Regions from separate parts of the Mus musculus genome. Here region 2 is linked to region 1. The links are chromatin contacts, called in public Hi-C maps. All regions are on one chromosome and are shown on one strand. The core of a region is the stretch at or near the end of the contact, and the rest is flanking DNA. Distances in the headings are between cores, read along the strand shown. Region 1 has its middle 54 kb from the start of Tmem200c. Region 2 holds the start of Tmem200c (transmembrane protein 200C).

Region 1 (6,308 bases), core at 1,150-3,649:
GAGGACAATTGGGGTTGAACTCTTTTTCCTAGAAGACGTCTATCAAGTATAGATAGATTTATATCCATTTATATTCCCAATCTTAGCATATCACAAAAGGAAACTCAGAACTCTTCACCCAAGGAAACAATACCATCATTAAAGTTGTCAACCAAGCCATGAACTGAAAGTCACCCAAGTTGGTCTATTCCTGTGGTGTAAATTCTCCTACCCCCACAACATCCCTGGAGTAGAAAGAGGTGAACACAGCCAGTACTCACACCCTGCTCCCTGCAGGGGAGCATCCTACAGGTGCTCTATAATCCAGCCCTGCTTGCCCCTCCTATCTTCTCTTTGATGTCTCAGGCTAGATTTAAACTGGTTCTTAACCTTCCACCCAATGAACAATCTTTCCCATTAATTCAGTTGCTTTTTTTTGTCGTTGTTGTTGTTGTTCCATATCATCTTAAGAAATTCTTCTTTTGTTGCTGTAACTCCTAGAGGTAACTGACAAATATTACTTTGCATGTGAAATGTTCCTGTGAATATATTCTTATTATTTCAGAATGTGTTCTCCACGAATATACATTTATAAATCTATTTCCTCTTAAAATCGCCTTTCTTATAAATATATGCACGAAGAACCTGTTTGCTAATAGATCCTTGAATATTCAGAATCCTCATAAATGTGTTCTTCCTATGATTTATTAATGAATAATATATTGAGAAGACTTTTTTCAAGGATGTATTCTGGCTATGCTCCCTCAGATTTCAACTGTCTTACTCTGTCAGTTTCCAATTGTTGTAGAAAATTGGGACTGCTTAACCACTTAAAGTGATGAAGTGAAAACCAAGTAAGCAATTTTCTATTCAAACATAAGATTTAAACAAATAAATTCGGTGGCTGAATCATCCGATGAGTTGATGATCAGCAATTACATCTTTCAGTAAAATCATCTCCCTCCAAAGGTCTTCCACTGAGCATTCTTTTCAGGAGCATGAGGGAGGCTGAACCCAGTGAGCAGTCAGATAGAATCCTGCTGTCAGAGATGCTCACCACAGGAAGGATGCTCAGGAACCCCAGGGGACATCTGAACAGCTATGAAAACTCAGCTCATAAAGGATGAGAGCAGAGGACTGTGCATATGGTCATTGGGCACCATTCTTCTCTTGGGGACCAAGATGCACTGGGGGGACAGTACTACTGTGTCTCTGCCATAAATGAAAGGGCAGGGGACAGGATGTGGGGTAAACTATGGGGTAGAACAGCCATTGAAATAAGAACAGAATGCAGAAAGTGTGGGAAATTACGGGTTGAGACACCGAGTTGACTTCCTTTTCTCCAGACGGTTCCATTGCACAAGCTCAGACTAGCTGTTCTGTGCTGTTTTGCTGTCAAGGCACCACCCATCACTTGCCCACTTCCTTAGTCTTGAAATTAGACTGTGTTCCCTTTGATGTAGAAAGCTAGGCATCAAAGCAAATCGATTCACGAAGAACAGAAATCCCAGGTTAAAACCAGGAAGTTTCAGGGCAGATTGAACTGAATTCTCTGCGCCGTGGCCAAAAGCAAATGTACAGAACACACATGGAGCCTATCTGGAATACAGGAGCCTCTTTATCTTGTGCAACTCTGGGGTCTGTGAGGTCTTTCCATAGAGAGAAATCATCAAGAGCTGTCGGCTAACATTAGCTCAGTGTCATATGCTTAAAGTCTAGAAATAAAAGATGTATTTTCCAGGCCCTTATCTGTCTCCGCCAGAAGAACACAGACTGGATAATTCAGAAACCAGGGATATTTCTTTCCCAGTTTCCAAGAGTGAGGCATCTGACAGTGTTCCCCTCACAGGCACATGGCAAGAGTCATCCCATGGCTGAAGACAGATGGACAAAAAAGCAAAAGGGTATCAGGAGCCATGTTCAGTTTTGTAACAGATGCACCCAGGATGATGGCATTTGGTCATGAGTGAGGTGGTGGCTCCACACTTTAAGTGACTAAGTCACAACAAGCAGGTCTGACCTCCACCTGCAGTGCTGTTCCTGGTGACTGACTTAATCACCTCTCCCTAGGCTCCACCTGCAGTGCTTACCATGTGTTGAAGGATCCAACACATGAACTTCAAAGTTCCCTTAGGGAATGTGACCAGGCAATGTCACTCAATGAAATCCACGAAAGGTAGTATTTGAGCCACAGGTCACCTGTCACCACACACCTAGGTGTTGGCATGATCTCCTCTAAATCTGTGTTCATTCTCTATACCCTTGCCAACCATGGAGATGTTCTCATACCCTCTGCCCTAGGAAGACCCTCTGCATAGAAGTCCATAGCACTAACTGCTTAGCTAAAGATAGCAGATATTATTTTAAGTACCATCTTGACTTCAGTCAATTAAGTAACCAACTAACTTGAACTTCTTAGACTTTTATCCCCTCGGGTTAAAAGTGGCAATTAGCAAGAAGAAATCAGACATGTTCCCAATGTGATTAACTGATATTGTCACCAGGCAGGTAATTTTAAATACTTCCATTCTTTAAATACAGATTCAATAATTTTAGCTCATTGCTGTTCTAATATTTATTATGCATGTGGGACAATTTTACAGAGCAGTATATTTTCACATAGTTAGGCTTGGTAATCCTTGAAAGATTATCCAACAGATATTTGATTCTTAGAGCCCTGGGGAGGGTGGGTAAAAATAAGAAGTGATTGGAAATTGCATAGAGTGCTAAGCTAAAAAACAATGAGCACATTGGTGAGCTGTGTTTATGAGAGATGGGGGCCTTGGCCTGTTCTAGAAGTGACAATGCATATCCTCTCCAGCGTGAGCCTTACACTGCTGCTGTTCAGAAAGTCACCCAGGGCACAGTTCCCCAGGGAGTCATTTAGCTGTATGTTGACTTCAAAACTGAATACCCTTAGGGCATGTATAGTTTTTTACAAGAGCAATTTATTTATATTTGGTTAATTCTATCACTCTAGGCAAGTTCTCTTTAGCTGGCCAGTCTGTAAGCTACAGCATTTTGTCCACATCAGAGCTGATAAATGTGTCTCTTCATCAGTTCCGGGGAGAAAGGTCTATTTCCCCGTGTCTAGTTAGTTGTCTGAAGCTTGAAAAGTCATCTAGAACTTGTGACCACTCTTAGCAGACTCAGGATGACAGAAAGCTATTCCACAGTTCAGCCTGGGTTATAAGCCAGAACAGCTAGACAATTGGAATGTCTGCCCTCAGAGGAAGGAAACAATATAAGAAACAAAGAACCCACGGGTGGAAGAATCTAGGCTCCAAAGTATATACTTCAATTTTTACAGTTTTAAGGTACTGAATTGTTTGACAAATTCATTTAATTCTCATTGTCTATTGTTCCAAACACAATAAATTGCTATGTGCACCCCCTGGAGCAATTCTGTAGCTTTCTCAAAATTTCATGGGGATCCAGATATCAATTAATAGACAAATAGAGAAGACTTAGCTACTTGGGTCATGTGATCACATTCGTCTTTATAAAATCATCTTCAACAAGTCCCTAGTAAAACAATTACAAAATTTCCAGCAGAGATGTGTGCAAGGCGGGGCCTCGGGAGGGAAGAGTTGATCTAAATCCCCTCCCCCACTGCAAATGCTAACATAATATGTGCATACAGAGTTAAAAGAATTTTATGTTTTACAGTTGGCTATGTAGATGAGATACTTGATATATAATTTCTAAAAATTAAGGGGGAAGTAAATTGTTTGCTGATTCAACCCAGTTTTTTCCACTCTTGCTTGGTATGAAACATATTGGCTCTTTCTGGTACCATAAAATCATTTTAAACACAGAGGGGGATATTTGATATATGTTCTCATTTTGTAACCCATATGGCCTCAAATTTATAACCTTCATTCTCCAATGTCCCTAGTATTGGAATTAAAGGCATGCACTCCTATCTGTGTGTATATTTTAAGACTCTGGTACCGTTGTTTCAGTGTTTTTTACACTAAATTGCCCCTTTTTTATTTTTGTGGTGGTAGTGGTTCTGTTGGTTTGTTTAATTTGGGGAGAGGGTTTGGGGGTGATTGGTTGTTGCTGTTGTTTTCATGGGTGTGTGTGTGTGTGTGTGTGTGTGTGTGTGTGTGTGTGTCAGTGGTCAATGTTGGTTGCTTTCCTTAATCTCTCCATACCTAACTATTGAGACAGGGTCTCCCACTGAACCTGGAGTTCACTTATTCTATAGACTGGCTGGCCAGGAAACCCCAGGGATCCTCTTAATCTACCTTCCCACCTGCTGCTTTCCCATGCTGGCATGCAGACACAAGGCATGACAAGTCAATCTCCTTGCTTGGGGGTTAGGGATATGATCAGCTCCTTTTGCTTCCATGGAAAGCACTTTACCTGGATCTCCATCTTTAAGATGCTTTCAGTGAGGTTTGTGAGTGATTTTTTTTTTTTTTTTGGTATGTTTTGCATCTTTTGATCTTGTCTCCAGTCTCTATCCCTTTTTCCCTTCTCAACAACTTCTTCCATTGAAGAGCCCTCTCCTAGTCTTCAAATGGTCTTCTTTGGGCCAGCTGCTGTCACTCTGACCTATGGCTTGCTCATATTAAAGCACACTTCATCCATGTCAGCTCTCACAAGGAGTGTCCCTGGGACACCAGGTGGAAACAGCACAGGAAATCATTGAGTCATGCAAGGCCGGCTCTCTGGCATGAGCAGATCTGTCCCCAGGATGGATGTTTTGCTGATGGTGTGTTAAACTCTAGCAGAACTCGATTCCTAAGGAAGAGGCCTTAAGCAAATCAAACTCTAGTATCCCTGCATGCAGACAATGGTGGAGCACACATGGGTAACGCATTTCCTGTGCCCAGTGTTCTGAGTGGCCAGCCACAGCTCTGCCGACTTCATTTGACCCACTTCACTTTTCTTTGCTCAATCTGAATATCTTGGTTATAACTCATATGCAACTCTTACCCTGTTTTGACATCTGCTGCAATGCCCTGCCCTACACTGAGAGAAAAAAAAAAATGGTGTGCCCGCTGCTAATTGCTCAGTAACATGAAGATTTGACTATGCAGGGGCCTTTTTTTTTTCCTTTTCTTTTCTTAAAACCTGACTTCCGTGACAAGACCTTTCAATGAAATACCAATTTTGAAAACAAATCAAATGCTTCCCATCAACCATGCTTTCCTGCTCCTTTCTCGGATATCTTCAGTCATAGCAAGGCACCCAGACCAATGTCTCCTGAAATAATATCACTGTGACAAGAATCTGAGAGAACTCTTCTTTTTCCCTTCCTTAATGAAAGTTTATTTTTATTCCTTCTGGGTCATATTTTTTACATCTTCATGATATACTCACTAATCTGTGGGGTGAGTTCATGAAATAAAATGCTCTCTGTGAAAAATTCCAACAACCATCACTTAATCATATTCCATTTGTTATGCGTTTTTTTAAATTTTTATTTTATCTTTATTTTTTACACTCCATATTCCATTCCCCACCCCCCACCCCCATCCACCCTCTGACTGCTCCACATGCCATACCTCCTCTCCACCCCACCCTGTCTCCACATGGATGCCCCCACCCTCCACCCTGCCTGACCTCTAAACTCCCTGGGGCTTCCAGTCTCTTGAGGGTTAGGTGCATCATCTCTGAATGAACATAGACCCAGAAGTCCTCTGCTGTATGTGTGTTGGGGACCTCATATCTGCTGGTGTATACTGTCTGTTTGGTCCAATGTTTGAAAGATCTCAAGGGTCCAGATTAATTGAGACTGCTGGGCCTCCTACAGGATTACCCTTCTCCTCAGCTTCTTTCAGCCTTCCCTAATCAACAACAGGGGTCAGCTGCTTCTGTCTATTGGTTAGGTTCAAATATCTGCATCTGACTCATTCAGCTGCTTGTTGGGTCTTTTGGAGGACAGTCATGATAGGTCCCTTTTTGTAAGCTCTCCATAGCCTTAGTAATAGTGTCAGGCCTTGGGACCTCCCACTGAGCTGGATCCCACTTTGGGCCTGTCTTTGGACCTTCTTTCCTCAGGCTCCTCTCCATTTCCATCCCTGTAATACTTTCAGACAGGAACAATTATGGGTCAGAGATGTGACTGTGGGCTGGAAACCCCAGCCCTCATTTGATGGCCTGTCTTCCTGCTGGAGGTGGTCTCTATAAGGTCCCTCTCCTTACTGTTAGGCATTACATCTAAGGTCCCTCCCTTTGAGTCCTGGGAGTCTCTCACCTCCCAAGTCTCTGGTGCATTCTGGGGTTCCCTCCCCCAACCTCCTATTTCCTGAGGTTGCCTGTTTACATTTTTTCTGCTGGCCCTAACTGTTTCAGTCCTTTCCCCTCACCCAATA
Region 2 (6,308 bases), core at 2,182-4,681, 55 kb after region 1:
AGTGCCCAAGTTAATCATAAAATGAGGGAACGGATAACACAGAGTGCTTCCACCCTACATATTGAATTTCTGGAGAATTTCTGCCCATAGGTCAGGGAGACAGGAGTGGTTTAGACTTGGCAAGTCCCATGTAGATCCCAATAAATGTGAATGGTAAGGAGAGTGAGGGAGTCAAGCTGGCAGATGCTAAAACCAATATGGACTTAGCTAAGTTTAATGAGTGTTTACAATGTGCTAAGCATGGACTTATATTAAACAGAATTTATTAAACCTCATCACAGTCATGCTATGAGGCAAGAATTAGTATCGTGATCCCCATTGTGGATGGGAAAGCTGAGGGAGGCAAGATTAAGTGATTTATTTGCTTAAATTAAGTAGTCAGTTAGTGGAAGAGGCTGGTTTCAGAACCCATGCACCCTTTCCATAGCATGGACACTCTGGGAGAATGCATGGTATGTGGAGGTGGGAACTGCTGACTTTCTGGCTCGAGCAGGCCTTCTTCTGTGGTCAGACTTCTGAAAACAAAGGAGACCTGAGTGTGTGCAGAGCATAGCACTAACCCCATATGGAGAAGTCCAGAAACACAGGCAGTCCAGCCAGGCCCATGCATATCAAATGATCGTACAATGAGTGGCTGATTGTATTATATAAGGCCTCTTTTGAAGTTAAAACATAATTACATTTCCCCTCTTCCATTTCCTCCCTCCAGCCCACCTCTCTCTCTCTCTCTCTCTCTCTCTCTCTCAAATAAATTCATGGTCTCTCTTTTTTTTTTCATTGTTGATATATATTCTTCTTCTTCCCCTAACTACATAAATTCGACCTTCTCAGACTCTATGTTACTTGCATGTGTATGTTTTGAGGCTGATCACTCTTCACTGGGAAAGTGACTATCTCTTCTCAGTTAACATTTCTTAGTTGACTGCTATTTGTCTAGGGTTGCAGAGAACATATGGTCCTGGTCCTAACTGAAACATCTACAGCACAAACACTGTACCTAAGGCTCAGGGAATAGTGTGAAGGTGGGACGGGGGATTGTAAGAGAAAGTTTGCTGAGCGATTGCATTCCTAGAGATAAAATCCTTTCAAAAGAGTTAGCTGAAAGTTAGTAAAATAGGCATGGGGTGTGGCTAGATCTGTGGGTACCAAGAACTTTGTAACTGCTTCACAGAATATCTTGGCATAGCTGGGAAGGTTCTGAGAATCTTGTATGATAGTGTATTGCAGAGGTAGTAATAATAATAATAATAATAATAATAATGATAAACCTCCACTGAAAACAGATAGGTGTTTGATTTCCTCTGATATCCTGAGCTAGAAACAAAGAAAATAACTGTTACAGAGAGCAGTTCAAAGTACCCAAGGAGCTCAGTTTGGAAGGAAGTCTTTGAATAATAAACCATAAATATTATTACAGTCGTCAATGTAAGAAGCAGCTAGCTATATCCCACAGTCCCCGTGCATGTCCAGTTTCTCTAGATAGCGGCTTCTCTTCTCCTAACCCATAGAAAGAGTTTCTAATGTGCACCTGGTGGCTATAATTTGTGCACAAAGTGAAACTATTAATGGTTTAATCCACCCCAAATCTTAATGTAATTCTTTAGTAGAATTCCTGTGTGTATGTAGCCCTGTAGGACAGAGAGTAGGATTTGCCATTTGGTCCCTTGGCAGACAGCTCTGTAATGAAATGAGGCTTCGGGTCCAGCCTTTGTACAAAACACCAGATAGTTATCAGGGATTTAAGAAATGCAGGGATTCTGAGCCAAAAGGGTTTTAACAAACCACTGAAGGAGTTGGGTTACTTTTCCTTTGCAATGATTTCCGTAAAAGGAGACGTTCCATTGTGGGGCGGGAAGGGTTTCCTCTGCAGCCTTTTGTTTTCTAACATTTGACAGCTGAGCTAAGATAAGGGGAAGGAGTTCAGGTTGAAACTTCAATCAGAGGCCACCTTTCAAACATGCAGGTGATGGCCACCTTTAGGATTCACATACTCTCTGTCCCCTTCCATCGCCCAACCACCTCTATCCCCACCTCATTAATTATCATGTATGCTTGGCTTCTCTAATGTTCTCTTGTTTGATATATGCTCAAGATACTGTGTGCCTTTAGAAAAACCTTGTGGCTAGATCTGTGGGTACCAGAGTCATCCTGCTAAATTCTTGAACAGTAAGCAGCACCCACCACAGTCGCCATTACAAGACCCTTGCCTGGATGCCTAATTTTCGGGAGCCTTGATTTTATCTGCCTTTCTCTTCCTCTCTGCCTGAATCCTAGCCACGTCATTTTAATAACTAATTGAAACCTGTCTAACTTTCTTAACACTCAGTGGGGAAATTCCATTTGAAAATTCTTTTCCCTGTCATTTCTACTATGTGCTTGAGAGAGAATGAAAATATGAAGATAAAAAATAGGATTTCTCTCTCCCTCGTGTGTGTGTGTGTGTGTGTGTGTGTGTGTGTGTGTGTGTGTGTTCTTCTCTGCTTTTCAAATGACATAGAGAGTTTGAGTAACCTCCCTACCCCCATTTCTCCTCTTTGAAGCTAACCCTGATTGCCATTCCCTAAGAACGTGTTTCTTTTTGAAGGCTTGGGTTACCCCAGAGGGTAGAGGGAGGGAACTGTAGGGCCTGCCTAAGCATCTTTCAGCCCATTCTAACCTCAGAAGAGACTCAAAGGCCCATATTCCAGGGAGCCCTTGAGGTCCCTTAAGGCCAGTTACACAGCCCAGTTCTGCTCAAGTGTGATAGCATTTGACAGAGGTTTATGTGAGTCCGGTGGTGAGAGCACCTAGTTTGTGAGCCCGCTCCGCTCCGCTCCGGCCCGTCCTGGCTTGGTTCGTTGGGGGGGGGGGGGCACTTACTGTGTTCTTGGGGCATCCACGCTGCAAACTCTCAAGTGTAGGTGGGGTAGGGGGCGAGGCTGTGTGCACTGTAATAAGAAAAAGGGAGAGCAGAGAGGATGGGAGCCTGAGGGACCAGAGACCTGAAGAATAATCCCTGTCTTCAGGGACAGCATCACTCAGATCCTGATGGGGAACTCCCTGGGAGGGGCTGGCGTTTCTCTGGATCCTCTTGGGTTAGGTGCTCAGACAGGTAGTTGGGGAAAGAGAACCAAGCTGTCAGCTGAGGCTGAAGGCGTTTCAGCTGCGTTCAGAACCTTGCCTTACACGATCGCGCCCCGACCTGGTTCAAGCACGCGGTGCAGGTGTCGCCTCCCCTGGTGCCCCTCTTGGGAAGGGGGACAAGTCGCTGTCGAAGGGACGGACGGCAGGCTGGAGAGGAGGCGGGGGAGGGGCTGGGGGTAGAGGGGGCGGGGCGGGGGGCGGGTGCCCCCCTGAGAGCCAAGCCGGGCCGGGTACCTACTGCCATCCTGCCGCAATTTCCCTGTGTCATGGCTCCGGTCTCTTAGCAACAGCCGCCAGTCCGGCCGCCCGGAGCAGCCGCCGCGGGCTCAACTCCACCCGGCGGAGCCCGGCGCGCCGCAGCCACACAAAAGAGGCGCAGGGCTGGAGAGCGCGCGGCCGCAGGGTCGGCAGTGTGCGCAGCGGGAGGGGACCGTGGCAACAGGGAAGGCGCGCCCGAGGGAAGAAGGGCTCCAGGCGGCGCGCGGGATGCGGAGGACCTGACACTTCTTGGAAACTCTTGGAAATGGCTTCCGCCACCGCGCCTGAGGGGACTGCGAGCCCCTGGCGCAGGTTCGTCCCCACCGGGCTGTCCAGCCGCTCTCGCTCCCGGGGCTCCGGGGCGCTGTCCCTGCGCTCCGCCGTCGGCTCGGGCTGAAAAGTTTCTCCATGGTTCTTTGTGTCTCCCGAGCTGCCCCGGTCTCCCTGGGTAAGTGAGCGATTATTGTTTGCTTAGAGTGCCTCCATTTTGAGCATTTCTGTCAATCCCCGGCCTCCGAGCGCCCTTCACTAGCCCTCCTGTCCCCGAGCCCAGGCCCCTTGGCCGGTGTTCTGAGTCAGGTGTTCTCCTGGGCGTGCTACCAGGACTGCGCTGCCCAGAAAAGGCGAGTTGGGGATTGCCTTCACTTCACTTGAGGCGGACTCGTAGCTGCTGCACTCATGTGACTAGACCAAAGCAAGGGCAAGAGACTCGCGGCCCTGAGGGCCAGGGGCCGGGGGTCGAGGACCTGGGTTGGGTGCAGGGCACAGCATCGCTCACAATCTGGGGCCCTAAGTCTTTGATGCTGGGTTCTATCCATCATGAGCAGAGAACTTGATTCTCTCTCTTGGAAGCAGTTGTATTTTTAGACATCCCTCATTTGATTTCCCCATCCTCCATTCCTTAACCAAGGCAGGACTCGCGCCAGGCAGCCAGTTGCAAAGGCAGACAGATCCACTGCTAAGTTTGTTTTCCTTCCTTTGGTCTAAGGAAAGCTTGGGGGGGGGGGGCTTTTCTGTGTCACCTGACCTCTGTCAGTATTCTGTGTCAGATCGTGATATGCTGAAAAGGAGTTCGTCTTTCAAGAGAGCTGGAAGAATAATAAACTAGGGAATAATTAGAAGCTATTAAACTAATTTTAAACATCTTCTGTAAACCTTGTTAAAATCTATTCCAACTTTTCTTATATTCTGCTGGATGTAAAGCTGGCTTGCAGAAGAGGAATGCAGAAAGGTGCCTCTTTCATGACATCCAGCTCCCGGGGGGCATCTCTCTTCAGAGAGCCACCCTGGCTGCTGAAGCTGGCTTTGTTTCTAAAATGCCTAGACCTTAAAGTCTCTTGAAGCCAATCTAGACTTCAAGACTATTAAAGACCTGGAGCCTACAGTTCAACTAAAGCAGCAAATTTTATGTTGCGACATACAATAAGTATAAACATGTGGGGCGAGTATATTTGGTGTTTATACTTACTCTCCTGTGTATTTGTACGTACTCTCCTGTATCTCCAAATATACTTCTCCGGTATATTTGGTGTTTATACTTACTGGTAGAGGACCTTTTAAAAACCAGATTTTAAAGGTTTGCAGATGTGGTCTCACTGTTGACACCTCCCTAAAACATTTAGGATTTCTTTACTGAATTCCAACCAAGTTCCAAAGAGATATTGTTCTTTGCAAACAATAAAAAACCTGACTGCCATTTGCTTGCCCATGTGGAGAAAAGATCATAACCAGATTGATATACCAGAAGGAATCAAGGGTCATAGCTCCTCACTTAAGCACCAATTAAAAGCGAAATTCTACCCAAATAACTTACATTTTCAAATCTATTCTACTACATGGACTGCCTTGCAAAGTGTGTGTGTGTGTGTGTGTGTGTGTGTGTGTCCAAAGGCCTGTGATGGTCATCTTTAAGAGCAACATAATGCCCTTAATTTTTAGCATCTCTGTTATAGAAGGGAACATAGAGAATGCACTCTGAAGACCCAGCAGGACTGGACTTTTAACATTTGATAGATAACCACATATGGGCATCAGTTCTTATTCCTGCTTAAACTGTATAGTCAACAACCCAAAGAGCTCCCCAGAGCTAAGCCATGGTTGCTGCCTCCTCTCTCTCACCCCACCCCTCACCCCCACCCCTAAAATGACCTCCTGAGAAAGGATGGAGAAAACAGCTTTTCTTTGTGGAAATGCCTTCCTATAAATCATCATTATGAGGACTGCTTTACCTAGGTAATTGCCTATTCATTTGAATACTTGGGTTCTGTAGAATACTGTTGGTATATTAATCAAGGGTCAGAAAGCTACTGTGGTCGAATTTTCTAATATTGTCATTTTCCCACACAAGAGAAAGGTCTTTCTTGGGGAGAGTCCAGAGGACTTCTCATATCCCCTGATGAAATCTAGCACAAGATACCTTTAAAGGGAGTTCCTCCAGGGGAGGAGAGAAAGCCAGAGGAAGAGCTGGGTTACATAACAATTACCTAAAAGGAAATATTCCATACCAAGAAGCTGTCCAGATGTTGCAAAGTTGAGATGAGAGGATCGGGAGAAGCCCCTGCGTGCCTAGTGGTCCAGGATTTGAGTAGCCGCGAGGCAACTTTGTGGAAAGATCTGTTGCTGGTATTGAAGTAATATCTCTTAGATTTTCTGGGCGATGAACAGTGTCAGTCATCTGAAGTCAGCCACCCTGTCCGTGCGTGTGTGGCGTTTCGCTCTCATCCTGGGAACTAAATTCCTTTCTTTTTATACAGTAGTAACTTTCAAGAACTGTTTGGTGACTTTGGGCCCCACTTGGGCAAATGTCCTGGCTCAGAGGCCTGGTACACCAGAGGCCCCTGCTTTGGGAAACTTTTCCATTGCAGTGAGAGGCAGGGGTAGGGTATGGGGAAAGGCTCTGACCAAGAAAGTCCTCAAACATTACTTTT

The links. A called contact is a pair of places that touch in the nucleus more often than the background predicts.
Region 2: a Hi-C map of olfactory sensory neurons shows a contact between it and region 1, with 1.6 times the contacts expected there. The contact joins the promoter of Tmem200c here to the enhancer-like site in region 1. A contact is called at or near these places in 1 of 15 datasets of contacts at CTCF or cohesin (the NIH/3T3 cell line), 1 of 484 Hi-C or Micro-C datasets (olfactory sensory neurons), 1 of 115 datasets of contacts at active chromatin or transcription factors (neural progenitor cells) and 1 of 9 other capture datasets (adipose tissue).

Annotation. Positions count from the first base shown.
Region 1 is chr17:68,780,157-68,786,464 of GRCm38.p6, forward strand. It overlaps a transcript of L3mbtl4 not described here. Among named protein-coding and RNA genes, the nearest start is that of Tmem200c, 54 kb to the right of the region's middle. Within about 2 kb of position 2,400, at least 2 of the 459 cell types and tissues checked have an H3K27ac peak or open chromatin away from gene starts, as enhancers often do. A contact at or near this core is called in olfactory sensory neurons, where this site is marked.
Region 2 is chr17:68,833,705-68,840,012 of GRCm38.p6, forward strand. Tmem200c (transmembrane protein 200C) reads left to right here and starts at 3,432. Exons shown (of 2, transcript NM_001206661.1): 1 at 3,432-3,829.